3 separate regions of the Mus musculus genome follow, and all the other regions are linked to region 3. Evidence: chromatin contacts called from public Hi-C data. All regions are on one chromosome and are shown on one strand. Each heading gives the region's core, a stretch centred on a gene start, on an enhancer-like site or on the middle of the called end of the contact. The rest is flanking DNA. Distances are from core to core; before and after follow the strand shown. Region 1 has its middle 15 kb from the start of Gm38412. Region 2 has its middle 33 kb from the start of Gm38412. Region 3 overlaps Magi3 (membrane associated guanylate kinase, WW and PDZ domain containing 3).

Region 1 (3,610 bases), core at 497-2,996, 280 kb before region 3:
TTATCCCACGTTTTAAACTGAAGTTGGGATTTCTTTATCTTGAACATCTCAGAAAGGGGAGGGCTCAGGGTGACTGACAGTCTGCAGAGTCTGTAGAGAAGGAAGCACCAGAGTGGTATAGGCCTGTTACCATCTAAGGTTGTCACAGTAAACACTACAAAACTGGTGTCTTAACAACAACAGATGTTTATTCTCCTTGGTTCGAGAGGTGTGAGTCTAAGGGTCCAGGTGTCAGCAGGGCTGGGAGTTTTTGGACTCTGGGGAAGATCTGTCTCTGCTGCTTTCCAGCTGCAGGTGGCTGCTGACATTCCTTGGAGATGCTTGACTTGGAGATACATCATTCTAGTCTCTGCCTCTCTCCTCATTGGCAATGCATATGCCTCTGGGTCTCTTCTATCTATGCTCCTAAAAACACTAGTCCTTGGACCAGGGCCCACCTTTTTAAACTAATTACATTTGCAAAGATCCCCTTTCTGAATGTGGTCACTGACCCAGGTCCTGAACATGCCAGATCCTGCTGAGTGATAAAATTAAAACCACACTACACTGTTTCTTTTTGTTGTTTTTGTGTTTTATTTTGTTTTTTGTTTTTGAGACAGGGTTTTTCTGTGTAGCCCTGGCTGTCTTAGCACTTGCTCTGTAGACCAGGCTGACCTTGAACTCAGAGATCTGCATGCTTTTGCCTCCCAAGTGCAGGGATTAAAGATATGTGCCACTACCCTCTGGGGCCCCATAGAGTATTTCTGTGTCTCCCAAATTTGCTAGCAGAAGGTACCCACTGGAATGATCTGGGGGCAGGGACAGGACTAAGAGCAACGGAAGAGATGAAGGTGAACTTCGGCAGCTTCCACAAATCTCCAAAGGGGGTAGTGAAGGCTCTGAGGAGTCAGCTCTGCCCTCATCTTCCCCTTCCCTCAGAGACAGTTTCAGAACTGGCATCTGATGTGTGAGGTACTTGTGAGTCTTTACCTAAGCCAGCACTTCCAAATAAACGCTGTCAGATCCGCCCATTCGTCATTTATGAGGTGCACGTTCATGCTGCGCTTAACATCCCTGTCCAAGGCAGACCTGTGGTATAATTCACCCCAGTTTTTGAGAGTGTGTGCTCAGAATTCTGCCCAGATTTATCATCAAACAGTTCTGAAAATCCGTGTCTGATGCTGACCAAGGCCTGGCAGGAAGAGTTGCCACAGGCTCTGAGCTCTGGCATTGATCTGTGACTTCCCAGCGGGAGAACTTCAGGGGTGGAAGCCCATAGGCCTGATTGCTTTCTTAGATTAATATTTAATAGGATGACCGCCCCCATCCAGTCTGCCAGACCAGATCAGGGCCACAAGCCAAGGCTTGGCCTTGCTGTGAGCAAGGGCTGTGAGGAAGATTTGGCAAAATTTTAATTAACTGAAGATAAACATACATGGGGAGCCTGAGTCCATTAGCTGTCCGAGCCACCCAGTGAGAAAAGGCCTGGCTAATCACACGGCGCAGCAGGTGAGAAGGCCCGCAGACCTGCAGCGGCCCTGTGCTTTCAAATTAAAAAACATATTTTAAAAATAAATATGCATGGGGGTCCTGGTACATCACACCGTTTCCTCTGAAAAGCGTTTGGGGTGCTAATGAGTGACTGTTTTCCATTTCCCAGCCCAGGAAAGCCAGAAACACATGCTCAGCACAATGGCATTGGAATGGTACTTCCCAGGAGGAGGGTAGACATTGGAAATCCAGCCAAAGGAACCCAAAGTGAAGACCTGTCCTGGAGTCAGGCCTGGGCCAGTGGGGGCCAGGAGAAGCGCAGGTGGGGCAGAGGAGGTGTGCTGTTGCTCGCCTGGCAGCCAGCAAAGTTAGGGTGTGTCTTAGTCAGGGTTTCTATTTCTGCACAAACATCATGACCAAGAAGCAGTTGAAGAGGAAAGGGTTTATTCGGCTTACACTTTCACATTGCTGTTCGTCACCAAAGGAAGTCAGGACTGGAACTCAAACAGGTCAGGAAGCAGGAGCTGATGCAGAGGCCATGGAGGGATGTTCTTTACTGGCTTGCCTCCCCTGGCTTGCTCAGCCTGCTCTCTTATAGAACTAAGACTACCAGCCCGGAGATGGTTCCACCTACAAGGGGCCTTTCCCCCTTGATCACTAGTTGAGAAAATGCCTTACAGCTGGATCTCATGGAGGCATTTCCTCAACTGAAGCTCCTTTCTCTGTGATAACTCCAGCTGTGTCAAGTTGACACAAAACTAGCCAGTACAATTGACCCCTTGTCAACTTGACACACAAACACATCACTAGTAAGCCTCAACTCTTAGTTTTTATTCATCCCCAAGATCTTAAATAACTTTAAAAGTCCCACAGTCTTTACATAAAATTCAAAGTATTTTAAAATTCAAAGTCTCTTAACTGTGGGCTTCACTAAAAAACTTCCTTCAAGAGGGAAAAATATCAGGGCACAGTCACAATCAAAAGCAAAAATCAATCTCCAACCATCCAACGTCTGGGATTCAACTCACGATCTTCTGGGCTCCTCCAAGGGCTTGGGTCACTTCTCCAGCCATGCCCTTTGTAGCACACATGTTGTCTTCTAGGCTCCCGCTGCCTGTACTTCACTGCTGCTGCTGTTCTTGTTAGTCATCTCATAGTACTGGCATCGCCAAATGCTGCTGTCTTCCAATGTAACTTGGCTTCAACAATAGCCTCTCATAGGCTCTCTTCATGGTGCCAAGCCTCAACTCCCTTGCATGATCCCTTCAGTCCTGGGCCATCAATTGCAACTGGGACTGCACCTTCACCAATGGCCTTCCATGGCCTCTCACAGTGCCAAACCTCAGCTGCTCTGCATGACCCCTACATGCCTTCAAAACCAGTACCACCTGGGTGACCCTTACACATTACCAAGTCCCACTGCAGCTGGAGTACAACCTTGGCTATCTCTGGAACACAGCCTCTTTGTGCTTTCAGAAAACACTTCCCAGAAGATGTCACCTCAACCATGCTGGTCTCTTCTTAATCACCGCTAATTTCTTAGCTCCAGTTAACCAGCATCAATAGTCCCAGTAATGCAAAGGTTTTGCCTTAGTAGTTCTGGTATCTTGTTAATCACAGCTGATTAATCAGCCCCAGCTAACCAGAACCACAAAATAATCAAACTTCAAAATAGCAATGGCCCTGAAAAGAGTCTTTAATTTTCTCTCTGAAATTTCACAAGCCAGACCTCCATCTTCTGCACTGTTCTCAACATTATCTTCCAAGCTCCTACACAACATCCGACAGAGCTCTTAACAACGAATGGGTCTTCAAGCCCAAAGTTCCAAAGTCCTTCCACAGTCCTCCCCAAAACAAGGTCAGGTTGTCACAGGAATACTCCACTATGCTGGTACCAATTTGTCTTAGTCAGGGTTTCTATTCCTGCACAAACATCATGACCAAGAAGCAAGTTGGGGAGGAAAGGGTTTATTCAGCTTACACTTCCACATTGCTGTTCATCACCAAAGGAAGTCAGGACTGGAACTCAAGCAGGTCAGGAAGCAGGAGCTGATGCAGAGACCGTGGAGGGATGTTCTTTACTGGCTTGCTCAGCCTGCTCTCTTATAGAACCAAGACCACCAGCCCAGAGATGGCACCA
Region 2 (3,630 bases), core at 581-3,080, 300 kb before region 3:
TAAGTCTAATTTTGGAGGGGAGAGGGTTCGTGGATAAATGACATTGTTTTCTTTGTGTTCTTCACCCAACCAGTAGGCTACATGTTGTTCCCCAGGTGGGTGGGTGACCGTTTTATCTTATAATAAGTTCAACCATGACTCTTGTTGGAACTGTTGGTCTGGAGAGTAACAGCAGCGACTGCATTAAGATGTGGGCACCTTTGTGGGCACCCAGGCACTGCATACTGCTGCTCTGATAACCAGAGCTTGCCTTGGTTCATGGCTTGTTCTCTGGTTGTGCTTGGGTATCACCCATCTGTATGCCTTCTTTGAGAACTGTCTGCCCAGTCGGTTAGCTTGTTTTCTGCTGGGTGATCTGTTTTCCTGGTGTTTAATTTGCCCAGTTCTGTATATATAAAGATGTGTAGCAGGCAAAGATTTTCTTACCATTCTCTAGGCGCTGGTGCTTGTTTTCTTTGCTGGACAGGAACGTCTTAGTTTCCTATACGTCTAGTTGTTGGTTGTTGGCAATGTGTGCTGTACAGTTGGAGCACTGTTGAGAAAGTTTCTTCTATGCCTGTGTCCTGAAGTGTTTTGCTTCAGGTCTGGCTCTAAGATCCACTTTGAGTTGATTTTGCACAGGGTTGGAGACGGGGGTCTTAGTCTTTCCTCTCCTTGTGGAAATCGTTTTCTCAGCACAGGTGTTTAGAGGTCTCTTTCCTCCAGTGTATGTTTTTGATACCTTTGTCCAAAGATAGAGAACTGTAGCTTTGTGGGGTGACTTCTGGGACCTCTGTTTGAGCCCCTTGATTGCCAGGGCCACTTTTTGAGCTAGTAACATGCTGTTTTTGTTACCATGATGCTGTAATATGGTTTGATATGGAATATTCCTGATAACTCTAGCATTTTCCACTTTCTGATAAGGATTTGCTTGAGATGTCAGGGTCTTTTGTCCTTGTAGGAAGCTAAACTGCTGGCCTACCAAAAGAATAAGTATAAAATTCTGAAAAAGAAAGCCCCCCCTTTCTCTGTGTTGTTTTGCTTGCTTGGTTACTTGCCTCCCTACCCAAAACAAAAAACAAACAAAACAAAACAAAAAAAAAAACCAAAAAACAAAAAAGGCAAAACAAGACAAAACCTTTCTCAGTTTGGAAGCCTGGTCCCCTTTTCTTTATGTTGAATACTCCCTATTTCCTGGGTCCATCTAGCTTAGAATTTCTTCAGGCTAAAATAACTTGGAGCTCAATTTAAACAATTATTTTTGTAGTCCCCGCCCCCCCCCCCCCCCCAGCCCCCAGCTACTTGTTGAGTAATCCAGGGTGTGTGTTCATGCCCAGGGCCAGGCAGCTGATTAAAAAACCTCTGCAGCATCCCAGGCTCTCCCGAGAAGGGGCCGGCTCACTGCCAAGCTCTCTACACAAGTTAGTCTAACCTGAATTTTGCAGTAGGGGGATGAAGAGGTTGGAATCCGAGATGCAGGGCAAACTGCAGTTTTCCCCTCACGTGTGCTCTTCAGATCCAGATATTAGAATTTAAGAAAGGCAGTGACAAGATCACTGTGGCTCTAATCCTGTCCCTTTAAGAAGCCTGTCATTTAACTCTTGAATACCCCATCAGCAATAGATAAAGGGCGGGTGAAGAAACTGTTGAGGCTCTTTCAAAAGGCGCCTTTTTGTTCCAAGGCATCTTCTTGTTTCCTTCTGTGGAGGCTCTACTACACAGCGGTTTGAACGAGAACTGGCCTCCAGGTGGCGCTTCAGCACAGAGAATGGCGGCAGAGGGCGCTACCCAGGCCACCATTGCTCAGGGATACCCTTACGTAAGGGGATTCACAGGAAATCCGGCTTCTCCGGTTGCACAATGGCGAGAGGCCTGGCCTTTGTCATGGCTCAGGCTGTAACTCAAAATCTGTACGGGGCGGTGCATGGCTCAAAAGTTCTAGAACGCTGCCAGGATGAAGCCCAGGGCAGCTTGGCCTGTTGGGAGGGAGAGGCCAGAGCTCCAGGCTTTGTCCTCGGAGGCCGGAGTCTTGTTCTGGGCTCCTAGCCCAGGATGAGCTCGCAGCTTGGCCCTCAGAGGTCTTCATTTTGATCCAAGGCTGCAGTCTTGCCCGTGTCCTCTCTCTTCCTTGAATCGTTTCCCTTCCCCCTCCTCTTCTCACCCTCTCTCCACACCCCATTCTCACCTTATGCTTTTTTACAAATTGATTGTCCTGTGTGATCTCATTTGCAGCTCCCACTTCCAGGGTAAAGGAGCAGGTTTGGGGCCATCCCTCAGTCCACGGAGAAGGTCCCTCCCATGCTTGTCACCACTAGCAAATACTGAGCGGCTTGGGCAAACATTGAATTCAACTTGGTGGTTCGAGAGCTTGGCACTGAGGAGTGCTCAGAACCATTTCCAGCATGAAGAAATATTTACAGACGGAAGCTGGGTGGAAGAGCAGTGTGTCCCAGGACTGCATTCTAGAGGTCAGGACCCCAGATACTAGAGCCACCGCGAAGCACTAGTTACAGCAGTTAATGTCTAAAGGGAGAAGAACAGCGGCACGCAGAAACCCGGGGACCCAGTCTCGGTGCTTGGCAGACACTATGAAACTTCTCCAGGTTCGGCCCTGGAGTACCTGTCTATAAGGGGACAAGTGACAATATGGTCGAAACAGAATGAATGGTGTGTATGAGAGCTCGTTTAAAGCATGGGGTGGATAGGCATTCTGACTTATCAAAAGCCGCCTTTCCTCACTGAGAATGCCCTGGGGCAGGGAGTGTCCTTGTAGCTTTTACCTATTCTGCCCCCATTGGATATCCGGCCAGCCCTTTCCTTGGTTTTTGTTTGAATGTGCGTGCTTCAGGCATTTGGGACTTGAGGCAGACTGACTAACTCGGTTCCAGTCCCAACTCTACCTTTTACTTGCTGGCTGGTGCTGCATGGGTCATTTAGCCCCTTTATGCCTGCTTCATATCTGTTTGAGTGGTAATATGATAACAACAGTATTAACTACAATTTTAGGAGCTGATACACAGACAAATGTGTGTGTGCGCGCAGGCGACCACTGAGGCCCCTCCCCATGTCTCAGCTGTCTCTCTCTAGTTATCCTGTACTGGAGAACTGGTTTGGTTCACACTGGGGTGGGTGTGGGGGGGTCTCATCAAAATTGTGTAAGATTCCCTCAGATCAGCTGCCAGACTCTTGGCTCTCTCCCATTCAGTTACAACGTTCTCATGGTCTAAGTGAGAGAGGAAACCACTAGAAACAGATGGGTTTTGTGTTGTTTTTCTGACAGAGGCACTGGCATCTTCATCTTCAGCCTCTCCAGGGGTCCAGCGGAGTTACTATAGTGTATGGCAGTTGTTCCGTACAAACTCGAGGCAGACAGGAAGGAAGGGACCTTGCGGATGATCACACTAATTAGTACAGAGTAGGTTATCTGGACAAGAGCCTGTGGAATGCAGAGCTATCCCTTAAGTCTTCTGACTAAGCATGGAAATCACCAAGGAAATGTGATCAGCCTGCAACAGAAAGGGGTGGGTAGGAGAGAAGAAACCATAGCTTCGTGCTATCAGCCAGAAGCATCGTTTTCCATCGCTCAGGGTTCCATCGCTCAGGCCAGGTTGAAAACCTTGCCTCTGTTCAGGGTCTCCAGTTGCTGCCTGC
Region 3 (3,718 bases), core at 482-2,981:
AGACTTTCTGAGCCTCGATGAATAAGGAGAGAAATCAACACAGGAAAAAAAAAATCAGTATATACCAGTCTTTTTTAGAAAAATGTCCAAAAAGAGAAAAAACCTTTTGTGGGTTTATGTATGTGTTTCTATACATTTACGTGATCATAGACTACTAGTAGTATATAACAACATAGAAAATGAGTAGTATGTAGTTAACATGAGATGTCACCACAGAACATTATATACTAGAATAGAACTTAAAGAGAAAAGCAAGACTAAAGTATTCCTTAAACCATACTTTGTTTGCCTGTATTACTATTATTATTATTATCATTATTATTTTCAGCAGGAAGATGTATATTTTTCATTTTACTTCAATATTGTAGAATATATTAATCTATGTATATTGAAGCTTTTATGGCAGGTATTATAGATCTTATAATGATAAGTAAGATGTATAAATTCTGTCTTAATGAATCCAAATATCATAATAGTTATGTAAAATATTATGTAATAATTCTGTAATAAAACAATCATGTGAATTCTGTGAAGGAAATAGAGTGTTTTAACGAGGTAAAAGAGGACAGAAGTAGGAACAAGAGTAGATGTCCCTAAAGCATTATGGACAGAGGATTGTTGTGTGCCCTGAAAGCTATACTAATTTGGGCTTAAGAAAGCTCGTTCTGGCTGCTGTGTGGGAATTTGACTATAGGGGGTAGGGAAAAGCAAGGAGGACTATCTTACTCTACTAAGAGACGATGATAGTTGATTAGTACAGTAGTAACGAAATTATCAAGAAGAGAGTCCAGTGTCATATTTCAAAGATAGAGCTTAAGAATCATGAGAAAGACAATGAAGATATTTAAATTAGGTCCAATTTAGAGTCACAGAAAACAAATATTTTATAATTTGAGTGTATTTTCAATATTCTGCAAAACCCTTTAATTGAGGGTACTAAAAAACCAGGAAATTTAAAAAGAAGGCTAGTGACCAAGACTTTTCTTTTTAAAACTTGTTCAAGCTTTATGGTCCCTTCCCCTCTCCTGCTTCAAATAATTGTTTATTACCCCAATTATTTTGGTTTTTATATTTTCTTAGGGCTTGCTTTGGCGCTCACAAAAAGGATTTTTTTAGCCCCATATAAATTATTGTTTTAAGTATTTTAATATATTAAACATTTTCATCTTCAAATGGTCCTATAAGATAGCAAAAAGTGTTTTTCCCTGTTTTGCACATGAGGAGACTACTAGCACCTTTATAACTTCAGATGAAGAGGCTAACTCTTCATTTCAGGACAACAGACCTTATTATTCTCTCTTCTACTTTTTGAGGAAACAACCCTCTAGCACATGTGGGTTACAAGGATCAAGCTCAGGTCTTCAGGCTTAGCAGCAAGGACCTTTACAGCCATTTTCCTAATGTCAGTTCTTCCTCAACTCTTGTGAATTTGTGAAAAGATATGTTAAAAAGAAAAGAAATATGGCATGCAAACATGGAGTGTCCATTGCAATATTTTGTTAAAAGGAAAGAAAGACAAAGATAGATTTAATGAGGTGATGGGAAGAAAACTTAAGGGTAACCACTTTTCTTTTAAAGTTTTCATGTCAGTGTTTTAACCCCTTTGGTCAAACATTTGCAATCCAGGGCATCTGGCCAGCCTGGCTGTTTTTCTCCGCAGGCTCCAAAGTCCTCCAAGGTGATAAGTAAATACACCGTGAAGCTGCCACGGCTCGCCCTGTTTAACTGAACTGGAGAGGACTGTTACAGTTCCCAGTCAGCTGCACTAATTTCTGATAACTGGAGGTGTGAGAAACACAGCTGCTCATCTACCATTTAGAAGGTTGGCAATGGGAGCATAGTGAGTGCTGATGCACCCTTGTTCCTTTCATCATGGACAAATAAACATGAAATTCTTTTCCTTCTTCCTTTTAATAGACCTGTGTCACATTTTATTGTATGCAGAAAGTATATTCTGTAGTGCAAAAGTGAAGCCACACCTAGGATCAGAGCAGAAGGAAATAAATAAGCTGTATTGATCTGTCCTTATCCTACATTGATCCTTCCTACTGAGAAAATGATTGATTTTTTAATTTTAATTTTTTGAGAAAACACCCTTCAAGATTCCTTGTTGGATGCTGTCACTGCTATTTTGAAACAGGAAAACTATTATGCATAAGTTATGTGGAGAACATTTTTAAAATTTTTTCTCTTAAAAATGAATGGGAGGAAATTACACAAATGAATGAATTATAGTATTATTTAGAAGCTATTCCATTTTCACTTAAGCAATCCTAAGATTACACTAGAGAGTCTTTGTGAAGTTTTATTATTATTACTATTAATTATTATAATTGCTTGCATATTTACCAAAATTCTCTGACAAAAGGATTTTTATTGTCAAATTGTTATTTTAAGATCTAGATTTTTTTCTAGCCCCTAAACATCAAAATCACATACAAATTTAAAACTATTTAAGAATATTTACTAGTAACCCTAAAATGGCTAATGCCATTATTATTTTTATTTTCTTATAATTCCTTTTACTGCAATTAGGCTAAATTTTTATTTCCCATTACCAGTGAATACTATTCAATTATCTTTTCATATGAAGAATGTAATTTTACTCATGCTGTTTCTATGGCATCATAATGAAGTTCTACCATAAAATTAATTTTTAGAAATTGTCTATTGTGTTTTCTATATTATTGTTTTATTAGAACTGTGGTTTTTTATTTCTCAATGTGAAAAATGCAGTTTTTTTTTTAAATCAAACATTTTAGGGCTTGAGGGGTAGCTCATGGGTAAAGTGCTTGCTGTAAAAGGGGCCTGAGTTTTATCACCAGCACCCATATAAAAGGTGGGAGTAGTAGCATGTCTGTGGCTCTGGCCCTGGGAGAGTAAAGACAACAGAGATTTCTGCTCAGCTAGTCAAGCTGAATTGGCAAATCCAGATTCGGTGAGAGTCTCTAACTTGAAATGGAAGGTGGCAAGCCATAGAGGCAGATACCTGGCATTGATCTCTGGCCTCCACATGTGGATATGCTCACACCACACAAATCTGTCCCCTGTAATCTCCTGCAAATTGTTAAAATGCTATGTTTGATAAGGCGCTTCTGTTCAATCTATATACCTACTTTTTATCTATTTATCTACCTTCTATGGATTTCTATGAGAGATTTACGTATATTTAAGTCTAGACTTGGCCAACTTGTTTCCTTTTACATTTGAGATATTATTCTCATGACATTTCAAATGGATTTACTTATGTAAATGTAGAAAATATGGGTGAAAAAAACCAAATGTTTGGTCTTTTCAGTATTCTTAAATTTATTTCTTCTGCTAATAAGTTCATATTTTATCATAACTAAAAATGAGCTTTTGAGTTGACTCTAAAAATTTTCCATACCTGCATTCTGTTAAAATTGTGATCCAAAATCTATGCTTAGTCTGAGTTATTTGTATGTTTTGCATGAATAGAAGATAATTGTCATTTTACCAAATGTTGATTGTTTTGAAGCTTGTCATTTGAAGCAGTTGTATGATTATCTCCATGCTTAGAACAGATAGAAATGATCAGCTTTTACCTGAGAACAACTGGTTTGTTGTTTCTCATTCAGTCAGCAACAAAGTATGCACATAGTTCTCACATTTCTTCATAGGTATGAAGTATGAATGAATTCCAGAATTCACTATATAAATGTCATAGTTGCATTCCTTTCATTGTTATGCCTCTAAG

Evidence for each region. Hi-C and Micro-C count contacts between places; a contact is called where the count stands out from the background.
Region 1: a contact with region 3 is called in a Hi-C map of liver, with 5 times the contacts expected there. The contact joins two enhancer-like sites. A contact is called at or near these places in 1 of 15 datasets of contacts at CTCF or cohesin (the NIH/3T3 cell line), 7 of 484 Hi-C or Micro-C datasets (the G1E-ER4 cell line, bone marrow-derived macrophages, liver and 2 more) and 7 of 115 datasets of contacts at active chromatin or transcription factors (cardiomyocytes, embryonic limb bud, embryonic stem cells and 2 more).
Region 2: a contact with region 3 is called in a Hi-C map of liver, with 5 times the contacts expected there. The contact joins two enhancer-like sites. A contact is called at or near these places in 2 of 15 datasets of contacts at CTCF or cohesin (the NIH/3T3 cell line and large pre-B cells), 5 of 484 Hi-C or Micro-C datasets (the G1E-ER4 cell line, bone marrow-derived macrophages, liver and 1 more), 11 of 115 datasets of contacts at active chromatin or transcription factors (cardiomyocytes, embryonic limb bud, embryonic stem cells and 5 more) and 1 of 9 other capture datasets (embryonic stem cells).

The regions. Positions count from the first base shown.
Region 1 is chr3:104,422,292-104,425,901 of GRCm38.p6, reverse strand. No RefSeq gene overlaps it. Among named protein-coding and RNA genes, the nearest start is that of Gm38412, 15 kb to the right of the region's middle. Within about 2 kb of position 1,746, at least 13 of the 459 cell types and tissues checked have an H3K27ac peak or open chromatin away from gene starts, as enhancers often do. A contact at or near this core is called in liver, where this site is marked.
Region 2 is chr3:104,440,316-104,443,945 of GRCm38.p6, reverse strand. No RefSeq gene overlaps it. Among named protein-coding and RNA genes, the nearest start is that of Gm38412, 33 kb to the right of the region's middle. Within about 2 kb of position 1,830, at least 210 of the 459 cell types and tissues checked have an H3K27ac peak or open chromatin away from gene starts, as enhancers often do. A contact at or near this core is called in liver, where this site is marked.
Region 3 is chr3:104,140,569-104,144,286 of GRCm38.p6, reverse strand. All of the region lies in intron 1 of Magi3 (membrane associated guanylate kinase, WW and PDZ domain containing 3), which reads left to right. Among named protein-coding and RNA genes, the nearest start is that of Magi3, 78 kb to the left of the region's middle. Within about 2 kb of position 1,731, at least 25 of the 459 cell types and tissues checked have an H3K27ac peak or open chromatin away from gene starts, as enhancers often do. A contact at or near this core is called in liver, where this site is marked.